Regions from separate parts of the Podarcis muralis genome. Here region 1 is linked to region 2. Evidence: chromatin contacts called from public Hi-C data. All regions are on one chromosome and are shown on one strand. The core of a region is the stretch at or near the end of the contact, and the rest is flanking DNA. Distances in the headings are between cores, read along the strand shown. Region 1 holds the start of TRA2B (transformer 2 beta homolog). Region 2 holds the start of PTTG1IP (PTTG1 interacting protein).

The links. Hi-C and Micro-C count contacts between places; a contact is called where the count stands out from the background.
Region 1: a contact with region 2 is called in a Hi-C map of blood, with 6 times the contacts expected there. The contact joins the promoter of TRA2B here to the promoter of PTTG1IP in region 2. A contact is called at or near these places in 2 of 3 Hi-C or Micro-C datasets (blood and tail).

Annotation. Positions count from the first base shown.
Region 1 is chr6:38,564,780-38,569,879 of rPodMur119.hap1.1, forward strand. It overlaps TRA2B (transformer 2 beta homolog), which reads left to right and starts at 1,438. Exons shown (of 9, transcript XM_028730835.2): 1 at 1,438-1,701. The coding sequence starts at 1,666. LOC144327980 (a long non-coding RNA gene) reads right to left here and starts at 1,542. Exons shown (of 2, transcript XR_013393170.1): 1 at 1,458-1,542; 2 at 191-582.
Region 2 is chr6:38,283,022-38,287,831 of rPodMur119.hap1.1, forward strand. It overlaps PTTG1IP (PTTG1 interacting protein), which reads right to left and starts at 1,860. Exons shown (of 7, transcript XM_028731841.2): 1 at 1,462-1,860. The coding sequence starts at 1,573.

The DNA.
Region 1 (5,100 bases), core at 188-2,687, 280 kb after region 2:
GTATGGCCAGGGAATAGCACCCCATAAATCCAGGGGGATTTACACACTGTATATCTGTAAGCAGTGCTTTTTTTCTTTAAAAATGTTTAGGGGTACTCTCATTTTGACTCAAGAAAATCATCATTTTATAGTTCAAATCAGGAAAAATAAATACAGTAAATAGACATAATAATAATAATAATAATAATAATAATAATAATAATAATAATTTATTATTTATACCCCGTCCATCTGGCTGGGCTTCCCTAGCCACTCTGGGCGGCTTCCAAAGGAATATTAAAATACTATAATACATCAAACATTAAAAGCTTCCCGAAACAGGGCTGCCTTCAGATGTCTTCTAAAAGCCTGGTAGTTGTTCTCTTTGACATCTGGTGGGAGGGTGTTCCACAGGGAAGGCGCCACTACCGATAAGGCCCTCTGCCTTGTTCCCTGTAACTTGGCTTCTCGCAGTGAGGGAACCGCCAGAAGGCCCTTGGTGCTGGACCTCAGTGTCCGGGTAGAACGATGGGGGTGGAGACAAAAGTACAAAGATTCACAAAATGTTTAGGGGTATGCATACCCCCGAGTTGTCATCATCCCCTGAAAAAAGCACAGTATGTAAGTAAATCGTATATCCTAAAGGTACCACTCTCTCCTCTATCCCTCATTCCAAGTGTTATAAGAAAAACTGCTCCCTTTCCCTTATGGGTTTTTCCGTATAAGTGGGTTACCTATCGGTAGGAGAAAACAACAGAGGCCAACCATAGTATATTTAGAAGCAAAGTGGCTAATAAGCCTGATCTTTATTAAAGGAACTGTTGCTTACTCTGTAGTCCAAGACCGCCCCCAAAAACATCATACGTACATCACAGGAGGCGATCCACAGCAAAAATCCTGCCTGCCAGGATACCTAATAATGGTCACTGGTTGCATTACCTGGGTAGTCTGGCCATTCTTTTGTGATGTTTAATATTATTAGGATCTGAATCCAGGTCACAGGCTCACCCTATTCATACACAAATACGCCCTTAAGACAGGATTTGCAAGCAAAAAGACAATGGGAAGGCTTTCTCCATTTGCCTCCCTTACTGCAGAGGAATATTTGAGATCACTGGGAGAGTCAAAATGGTTTCAGGATTGCTCTCCCATACTATTTCAGACACATGGCTCATATATTTAGATATGTGTGCATTTATGAGTATTTATTCTATATTTGAGACCTTGAAATTCTTGTAAGACAAGGAAACCGAACCCCTGGAATCCCGCAACTCTCAAGACTGGGGTGGCGAGCAAGAGTGTTCACAATAGCAAAGACCAAGGCCACGAGTTTATAAAATGGTATTGAAACTCAAAACAACGGTGACTGCGAAGTAAAACACAGGGGAGACGACCCCCAACCCCTCCGCGCGAGCACACAGACGACACGCGCGCGGGTGCTGAACTGGTCACAGCTACTCGGCAGGGCGATCACTTACGCCGAGCGCCACCAACTATCGCGGGGCAGGCTCGCTTCTCCCCCGCCCTCCTCCTAGCGCCGGAAGCTCCGAGCGAGACGGCGGGCGCTCGCTCTCGCGCGGAGGCGGGGCTTCTGTGACGTCGTCACTTCCTCTGCGGAGAAGGCTCGCGAACGGACGGTTTGGCTGTAGCAACCGCGGTCGGCGTCCAGCGCTGCGAGGCGGGAGGATGAGCGACAGCGGGGAGCAGAACTACGGCGAGCGGGTAATACGCAGAGCCTGGGAGCGCAGCATAGGCGGCCCGCTTGGTGGAGAGACGGAGCCGGGCCTTGTTTTTAGTTCGTTCCTCCCCCTCCCCCCCACTCCTCCGGGCCGGGCGCGAAAAAAACTGCCTTTGGGATGAAGGTACACGCGGGGCGGGGAATGAGGAGGCGGGAAGCGGCTTAGCGGCACCCGCTGCTTATCTCCCTTCCGCCCCCCCCCCGCCACTTTATCGCGCTGCGTGTCGGTTTGGCGCGAGAAAATGGCCCGCCGTTTCCTGCGAAGCGGTTGCGCTCTGACGTAGCGCTCCGCGGCGAGCCCCACTCCCGGCGCCATCTTGGGGCTGGTGACCCGAATGAGCGCGCCGCCGCGGGGACAAAATGGCCGCGCAGGACTTAAGAGGAGCGGGGATGCGAAAAGCGCCTTCGTCGCCTCGGCTGCGGCTCCCTCTAGAGAGGGAGAGAAAGTGGCAGGGCTCTGGCCCCGGCGATGCTTCAACCCAGAAAGAGGCTAACGCGGGAAAGAGTCCGGCCCTTTCCGCAGCCTTGCTAACGTGCTTGGGACTCTGCACCCGGGCGTGCGGAGAGGATAGCTGCACCAGTCTCGATTGGCCTGGATGGCAAAGGGATCGTTCCCGTGACGCTTCTACGTTGAGCTTAACGGTCGCACTCAGCATTTCACGTGGAACAAATTTCTGGCTATCGAATAGCTTCCAGTGTACTTTATTTAAAATAAACAGGCCAAAACCTTAGGGTATCTTAACGAATGAAAACATTTTTTTGCGGTTTTTGCTTTCATGAAGTCCACAAAACCTTATGCCATAATAAAGTGCAAAAGAACTTTTCTAATTCAACAGGCTAACTTGGGTACCCTAAATGCTTAATGGAAGGTACTTTTTTGAACGGGAACTTTAGAATAAGTGGAGCATTAGGTTTCGTTGAGCTAATTGGTCAAAGTGCTGGAATCTGCATTTCAAGTTGCACTGTGCTCTTTAGGTTATGTGTGTTATAAGCAGTAATAAAGACCCCAGTCCTGGAATGATATTGCTGAATTTCATGCAGAGGCATAAAAGCTTATGCAAGAAAATACTTTTGAGTGTGTGCATCAAGTGATAATGTATGATATAGTGATGTCTGTAGCTTATACAGACCAACTTTACAGGTTCTCTTGACTGTAGGCCAAGGAGGCATTTTAGACCCCTGGCTTCCGTGGTGGGAGCCACAGCTTCACCATTCAAGCAGAAAGGAGGTGGGGTTGCCTCTTTGTTATGCCAGCTTCCAGTATCACAGCAAATGGGTGCAAGTCAGGTCTGTTGCAATCCCATCATCCAGTGAATTATGTGATGCTTGGCTCCAAAACACCCAACTTTTTTTGAGGAAGGAGGATTACCTTGTGCTGATTACCTTTGAGGATTGTTCTGATTACCACCTTTGGGCAGATGCAGTAGGACATCCCTTGCTGTGATGTTCTCCCACAGGCAGTACTGGCTAAAGGGATACCACTGCTCCATCCACACCTCCTCAGGCTTGGTGGATTGGATTGTTTTGTGAGTTGGCTTCTGTTGAAAGCTGCATTGTAAAAAGTCACTTTTTTGCTTAGAGGGAATGAGCAAGTGATGGAGGGGGGAAGAAGTGAACCCACAAATGCTATGAAAGAAGTAAAATGGCCAAGTATACTTCCAGTTCAAATGTATAGTCTCTTTTGCCATATTAATCTTGCACAAACAGCTGCTAACTGTAAAGGAGTGTGCAATTTATTCGTGTTATTGGGCATTGCATGAATTGATTGAGACTCTTTCAGATGGGAGCTAGTCAGCTGGTAAATTGCTGAAGGTAAAGTTATGATAATTTGTTAACTCTGATCATAAAGAGATTCTATGATCATAGAGATTCGTGTTCATGTATGCACAAAAACAACAGAGCTAGGAAGGAATGACTTAAGGAGAGGAAACCTTTCTAGTTTGTTTGCTTCCCATTTCTGATGCACTTATGCTTGTGTGAGCTATAAATTCCCTCTAACAAAGTGGTTACCTCCCATGTTGAGACGGAGATGGTGAGGTCAGCAAGAAAAGAAAGTATTGCTCAAAGAGTGGTACTGTTTCCATGTTACATTTTTAGGGATACATCAACAACAAAAACTATTAGTGTGTGCATGTGGCAAACATTACAAATTACATTGATCACTTGGCTATAGGCACTGGAACTGGCTTGCAGTAGCATGCACATCTTTTTCCTGCTGATAAATTTTCCTTAAACTACAGTTCAGTTTAGATTGGACCCCATCTAATACTGAATGTAAAGTCTAGTTGGCTTTGTATCTATGTTGTTTTGGTTTTGAGAGACTTGAATGATAATGCAGGTGTTGGGTGGGACAAGGCTGTGAATTGTCACTTGGTTAATTCATCATAGCTGCCATTCAGCCCTGTAGTATCAAATACCACATGATTGTTGGTCAACTGTAAATTAGTGTGCCAGCCTTCTCTGTTGAACATTGGCACAAGTAAATATTTCAAATGTGCAAGCTTTTCTTTTAGCGTGGCACTGTGCATTTGCATCAACCCGAGCAAGCTCTGATGTAAAAAACAAAAACAAACCATGATTATAATCTTAAAGAACATTTGGCCATTCTGGGAGGGAGAAAGTAAGGGTGTCCCACTTGATCAGTATGGTCACCAGAGCAGATGTGCAGACCATTATTTTCCTTGGTTAGACTGGTTGATTGAAACATAGGGCAAAAATGAGTGCAAATAGATTTTTGCTTTTTATTCAAAATAAATACAGTGACTGGGGAACTTGGAAAGTAAAGATTACATTCAGAGTATTGTGGGTATGATTACATCAGAAAGAGAATGAGCTTCACAGAAGAGGCACATTCTAAAGAACATTTAGCTTGAAACAAGTCAAATGTTGCTGCTGCTTGAGTGGTGATATTTCAATTTGGGCCACATGGTAGCAATATCACACTCATTGTTAAAATGTTGTTACTTTCCTGGAAATTTGAATGGTTCTAGATCTGAATACATTGTTAAAACCGAGTCTATAGCAGAGGCAAACAACTTCACATGCTGCATTTCTAGTTAAAGGCCTAGGAACCATCATGACCAGGGGTCAGCTGTAGGCAAGTCCACCATCCCTCAGACCATGTGGTGGGCCGGACTATATTTTGGGGTGGGAAATGAACGAATTCCTATGTCCCACAAAGAACCCAGAGATGCATTTTAAATAAAAGCACACATTCTACTCCTGTAAAAACACGCTGATTCCCGGACCGTCCGTGGGCCGGATTGAGAAGGCGATTTGCCTGCATCCAGCCCACGGGCCTTAGGTTGCCTATCCCTGATCATGACCAAGACTTCACTGTGTGGCAGTTTCTACTCCTTGGAGTAGCAGAAAAGGAAGAACTG
Region 2 (4,810 bases), core at 610-3,109:
AAATCCAGTAGTTTTTTAGAGCTGTCACCAGTTTTCATAAATCTTAGGCAATCAAACTTGCATGTGTGTAAAAAATTACAGTGGTACCTCGGGTTAAGTACTTAATTCATTCCGGAGGTCCGTTCTTAACCTGAAGACCACTTTAGCTAATGGGGCCTCCCACCGCCAGAGCACGATTTCTATTCTCATCCTGAAGCAAAGTTCTTAACCTGAGGTACTATTTCTGGGTTAGCAGAGTCTGTAATCTGAAGTGTATGTAACCTGAAGCGCATTTAACCTGAGGTACCACTGTAGTTAGGGACGCGGGTGGCGCTGTGGGTAAAACCTCAGCGCCTAGGACTTGCCGATCGCATGGTCGGCGGTTCGAATCCCCGCAGCAGGTTGCGCTCCCGTTGCTCGGTCCCAGCGCCTGCCAACTTAGCAGTTTGAAAGCACCCCCGGGTGCAAGTAGATAAATAGGGACCGCTTACTAGCGGGAAGGTAAATGGCGTTTCCGTGTGTGCTGCGCTGGCTCGCCAGAGCAGCTTTGTCACGCTGGCCATGTGACCCGGAAGTGTCTGCGGACAGCGCTGGCTCCCGGCCTCTAGAGTGAGATGAGCGCACAACCCTAGAGTCTGTCAAGACTGGCCCATAAGGGCAGGGGTACCTTTACCTTTTTACCACTGTGGTTCTGAAGCAGGAATATGTTGTGGGAGGAATTCCCTTTCATGTGAGAAAAAAGAAGCCCCCTTTTAAGATAAGTTTTCCATCTCTATTTTTAAAAATAATGACGATGATGCTTGGATTCAAGACACATTGTGGGGTGAGGTGGGCAGCCAATCTGCAATGTTGCTGAGGCACCCTTTCACATTGCAGCCCTTAGGTTATAGAGCATAGGCATAACCATGACTTTGGGGGGGGGGGGACGGGACCTAGGTATCTGGTCAGTTAAGTACGGTATTTTAACATGGGGGGCAGGCTTCATGTTGGGGGGGGGGTCATAACCTCAGTTAAATATTTTCAATCCTTTACAGTACTGTACTTGACTGGGGAGGCAGGTGCCCCCCCTTGGCTACGCCCATAGTTTATAGGCTTTGTCCCCGCGCATTCCCACCGCTGCGTTTCGAACGGGCTTTCCAGGTATCGCGCGTACGGGGCCATAAAAACAAACTTTCAGGAAAACACTTCGGATCCCCGGCAACGCGTCACAGAGGGCAATAAAGCTAACAAAATAAAACAAATCACGGCAAGCCCCGGCGCCGCCGCTCCTCGTCGGAAACGAGGCGCTGTTTTGGAAAGGGGAGAGGAGAAAGAACGCACGGGCCCTCCGGGGGCCACACCGGAGAGCCGCGCGATCGGCGTTTTCAAGCGGCGAGGGGCGGGGAAAGGAGCGGGCCGGGGCTGCCGAGGGAGACTACCGCGGCTGCCTCGGCCGCCCACAACTCCCTGCCCCCGAGGGGCGCCACGGCCGAGGTCTCTCACCTGCTTGCTCCCCGGGCCCGGGCGTGGGGGCTCCGCGGGCGACAGCGAAGAGCAGCGGGACGCAGAGTAGGAGAAGCGGCCGCGGAGAGGCTCGGAGGCAGTGGCGGCCCATGGCGGAGAAAGCGCCCCGCAAAGCCAGGCTCCCTCTTCTTCTGGCGCCAGGAAACACTCTCTCTCTCTCTCTCTCTCACACACACACACACACACACACACACACACACTTTTCTGCTTTCACTGCGCTTCTTTCTCCTCAGTACTCCGAGTTCAACAGGAAACAAACACACCCACACCCGCCGTGACACACGCACAGTCGCGCTCTCGAGCTCAGGCCGGTCTCCACCCGCGCCCTCCTCACTGACGGGGCGGGAGCGCGCGCTGGGCGGGACAACAGGGCAGCTCCCCCCCCCCCCGAAAGGTGGGGCCGAGGGAACGCGCGCTCCCGCAAGGAAGCCGTAACCATCACAACCGCGCCGAAGGACGAATGCTACACTGCTGCTGGCAAAGCGCTTTCTAGGTGCCGCCCAATCGCGCGCGCTCTCCCTCTCTCATCAAGGCTCTTTGGCGCCCCTCATCATGGCCGCAGCAGCGGCGGATAGCAGCCGTTGGGAGTCCAGGCGTTCCCTGTTCAGATTACTGTACCGGCATTTCTGCGATGCGCCCTGTCCTCTCGCGCGCGGAAAGGAGGAGCAGAAGCCCGCCGCGCCGCCGAATTGAGTGACTTGGGGGGGTTTACACAGCATTGTGATTGCACGGGATGGAAGCTGCCTTGCACAAGTCTCCCCCTCGTTGATCCGTCTAGCTCAGTGACACTTCAAGGATTTAGAGAGGAGTCTTTCTTTCCCAGCTCTACCTCCTTGGAGACACACAAGGGATTGAAGTTGGGACTTGGGGCTCGCGAAGCACGTGGCAAGGCTTGCACTGCAATAGCATAAAGCAGTGCGGAGTCTTTCTCATCACATTTCCCTGATCCATTTTAAGGGGGTGGGGGGTGACACACACGGGGTAGGGGTGCCAGGGACCAAACTACAGACCTTCTGCACGAAGGTAAAAGGAGCCTCCTCCATAGCCCTCATCGTGACTAATAGCTATTGAGATTAACTTGTCCTCCGTTAATTTATCTAATCCTCTGAAAGTCATCCTAGTTGGTGGTCCTCACTGCCTCCTGTGCAAAGCTTGAACTCTGTCCCAGATCTATGGTACCCCTCGTCCCATTTATATGTCTCTTACCCAGGGCAAGTTCTGTCAGACATCAGCTTTTGTGCTGCTCTGGTTTTAATCATCGTTGATTAAAGTAATCAGCCTTGTTGGTCCATTGGGAAATATCCAAACAGCAATAGTTGCATAATTTGAGTATTAGGACCAATTAAAAATTAAGCAAGCTTTTGAGGTCACCAGTACTCTTCTACAGGGTAGTTGTTAAATAAAAATATATATATATATACTGCATGGTGCTGGTGCCAATTTCAGGTGGGGAGTTTCAGCATCCCACCACCTAGGTGGGTCCTTTATCCTGGCAGGAATGCGGGTGACGCTGTGGTCTAAACCACTTGAGTCTCTTAGGCTTGCCAATTAGAAGGTCAGCAGTTCAAATCCGTGCAACGGGGTGGGGTCCTGTTGCTCTGTCCCAGCTTCTGCCAACCTAACACTTTGAAAGCACACCAGTGCAAGTAGATAAATAGGTACCACTGTGGCAGGAAGGTAAACGGCGTTTCCATGCGCTCTGGCTTCCGTCATGGTGTTCCACTGCACATGACCTGGAAAGCTGCCTGTAGACAAACACCGGCTCCCTCGGCCTGAAGCGAGATGAGTGCCGCACCCCATAGTCATCTTTGACTGGACTTAACCATCCAGTGGTCCTTTACCTTTTACCTTACCTTTTGTCGTGACATGGTGGGCTCCCTCTGCTCCTTTCTTCAGCTCTCCATCCTTCCCTGATCTTTGAGAGTGGCAGGCTCAGCAGCAGACAGAGAGGTCAGTCTAGCAGCAACTATTGCTGGTGGTGCCTGCCATCTCAATCCTCCGGGACCCTGATATAAGCATTATGCTGGAATAAGGCAACCAAAGCACTAGAAGCATTGTAGCGGAATTTAAACGGGTGCCTCCTTGTGTGTGTGGAGAGACAGAGATTCCTATAGGGGTTTTTTTTGGGGGGGGGGGGTTGTCAGAGCAACAATAAACTGAGCAGCAAAACCCAGTTTTCATATGGCAAAATGTGTTAGAGAGAAATGGAAGTCAGCCATTGCAGTTACACCATGGTGTCCCCTTCCATATTTACATCTGGATCACAAGAAGAGGTGTCGGAATAATATCTACTTTGTTATATGAGGTTAAAATAGTAATTGTAACAACAGAGATTAATTTGTCCATTACAATATTAACAGTAAAAAAGAAAGAAAATAAAAATGACCACACGATGGTGCCATCATCTTGAAGTATATATAAAAGCCTGAAAAGAACATGTTAGCTAACTTGTTTTGAAGACTGTCTTCCAAAAGCTATTTAACAGCCCCCCTGGGAAATTTTTGGAAAGGCATAAGATTTCAGTCAGTGCAGAATTCACAATGGTTTTTAAAAGTTTATTTTTGTTGTGTATGTTTGGTTTTTTGAAGAACTGTGGGCATTTCCAGGTGACCTGGAATACTGAGCATTCATCTTAATTAGTTCTTAGAGAAGTTAGGACATTCATTTTGATTTGCTTATGAGGAGTTTAGACAATGTTATATCAAAATTTCAATCCTTTGAAGAAGCAGATTTCTTACACGAGTCCTCCAAAACAACTTTAATTGCACAAACTGGATTTGCTGATAGGTGATTGAATCCCACCTGAAAATACTGAAAATCTGGAAGTGCCCTGTGAAACAGGAGGGCTTAATAACAGGCATGGAAAGAAAATAAACAGAATGTTGTCAGGATAAAAGCAATGGACAAAATTCATTTGCGAAAAATTGAGTTCCATGAGGACTCAGGAGGGGATAAGGGCCTAAGGCAAGAGATGCACTGATTTTTTTGCACAAGGGATGCCAATCCGATTCAAACAAGAGCTGAGCTTTTAACACCCTGAAATTCTTTTCCACTTTGGGTTAAAATTTGCGCTGAAGAAAAATTCCCAGCTTTCATCCTCCCACACCAATCCTCAAGTACTCTCCTCATGAGTTCCCCCCAGCGCCCACCTACTCTTCTGCTTAAGGCCTTTCCTGGTGTTTGTGGGAGTAGTGGCAACACACAGAGGCAGGAAAAGAGGCAGATCCCCACCAGAATGCTTGACATCCTTCTGGGCTGTTATGCTTATTTGCTGCTACACAGCACATCAGTACACTGTCCCGGACCCAGTGGCCACTGAGAGATTGAG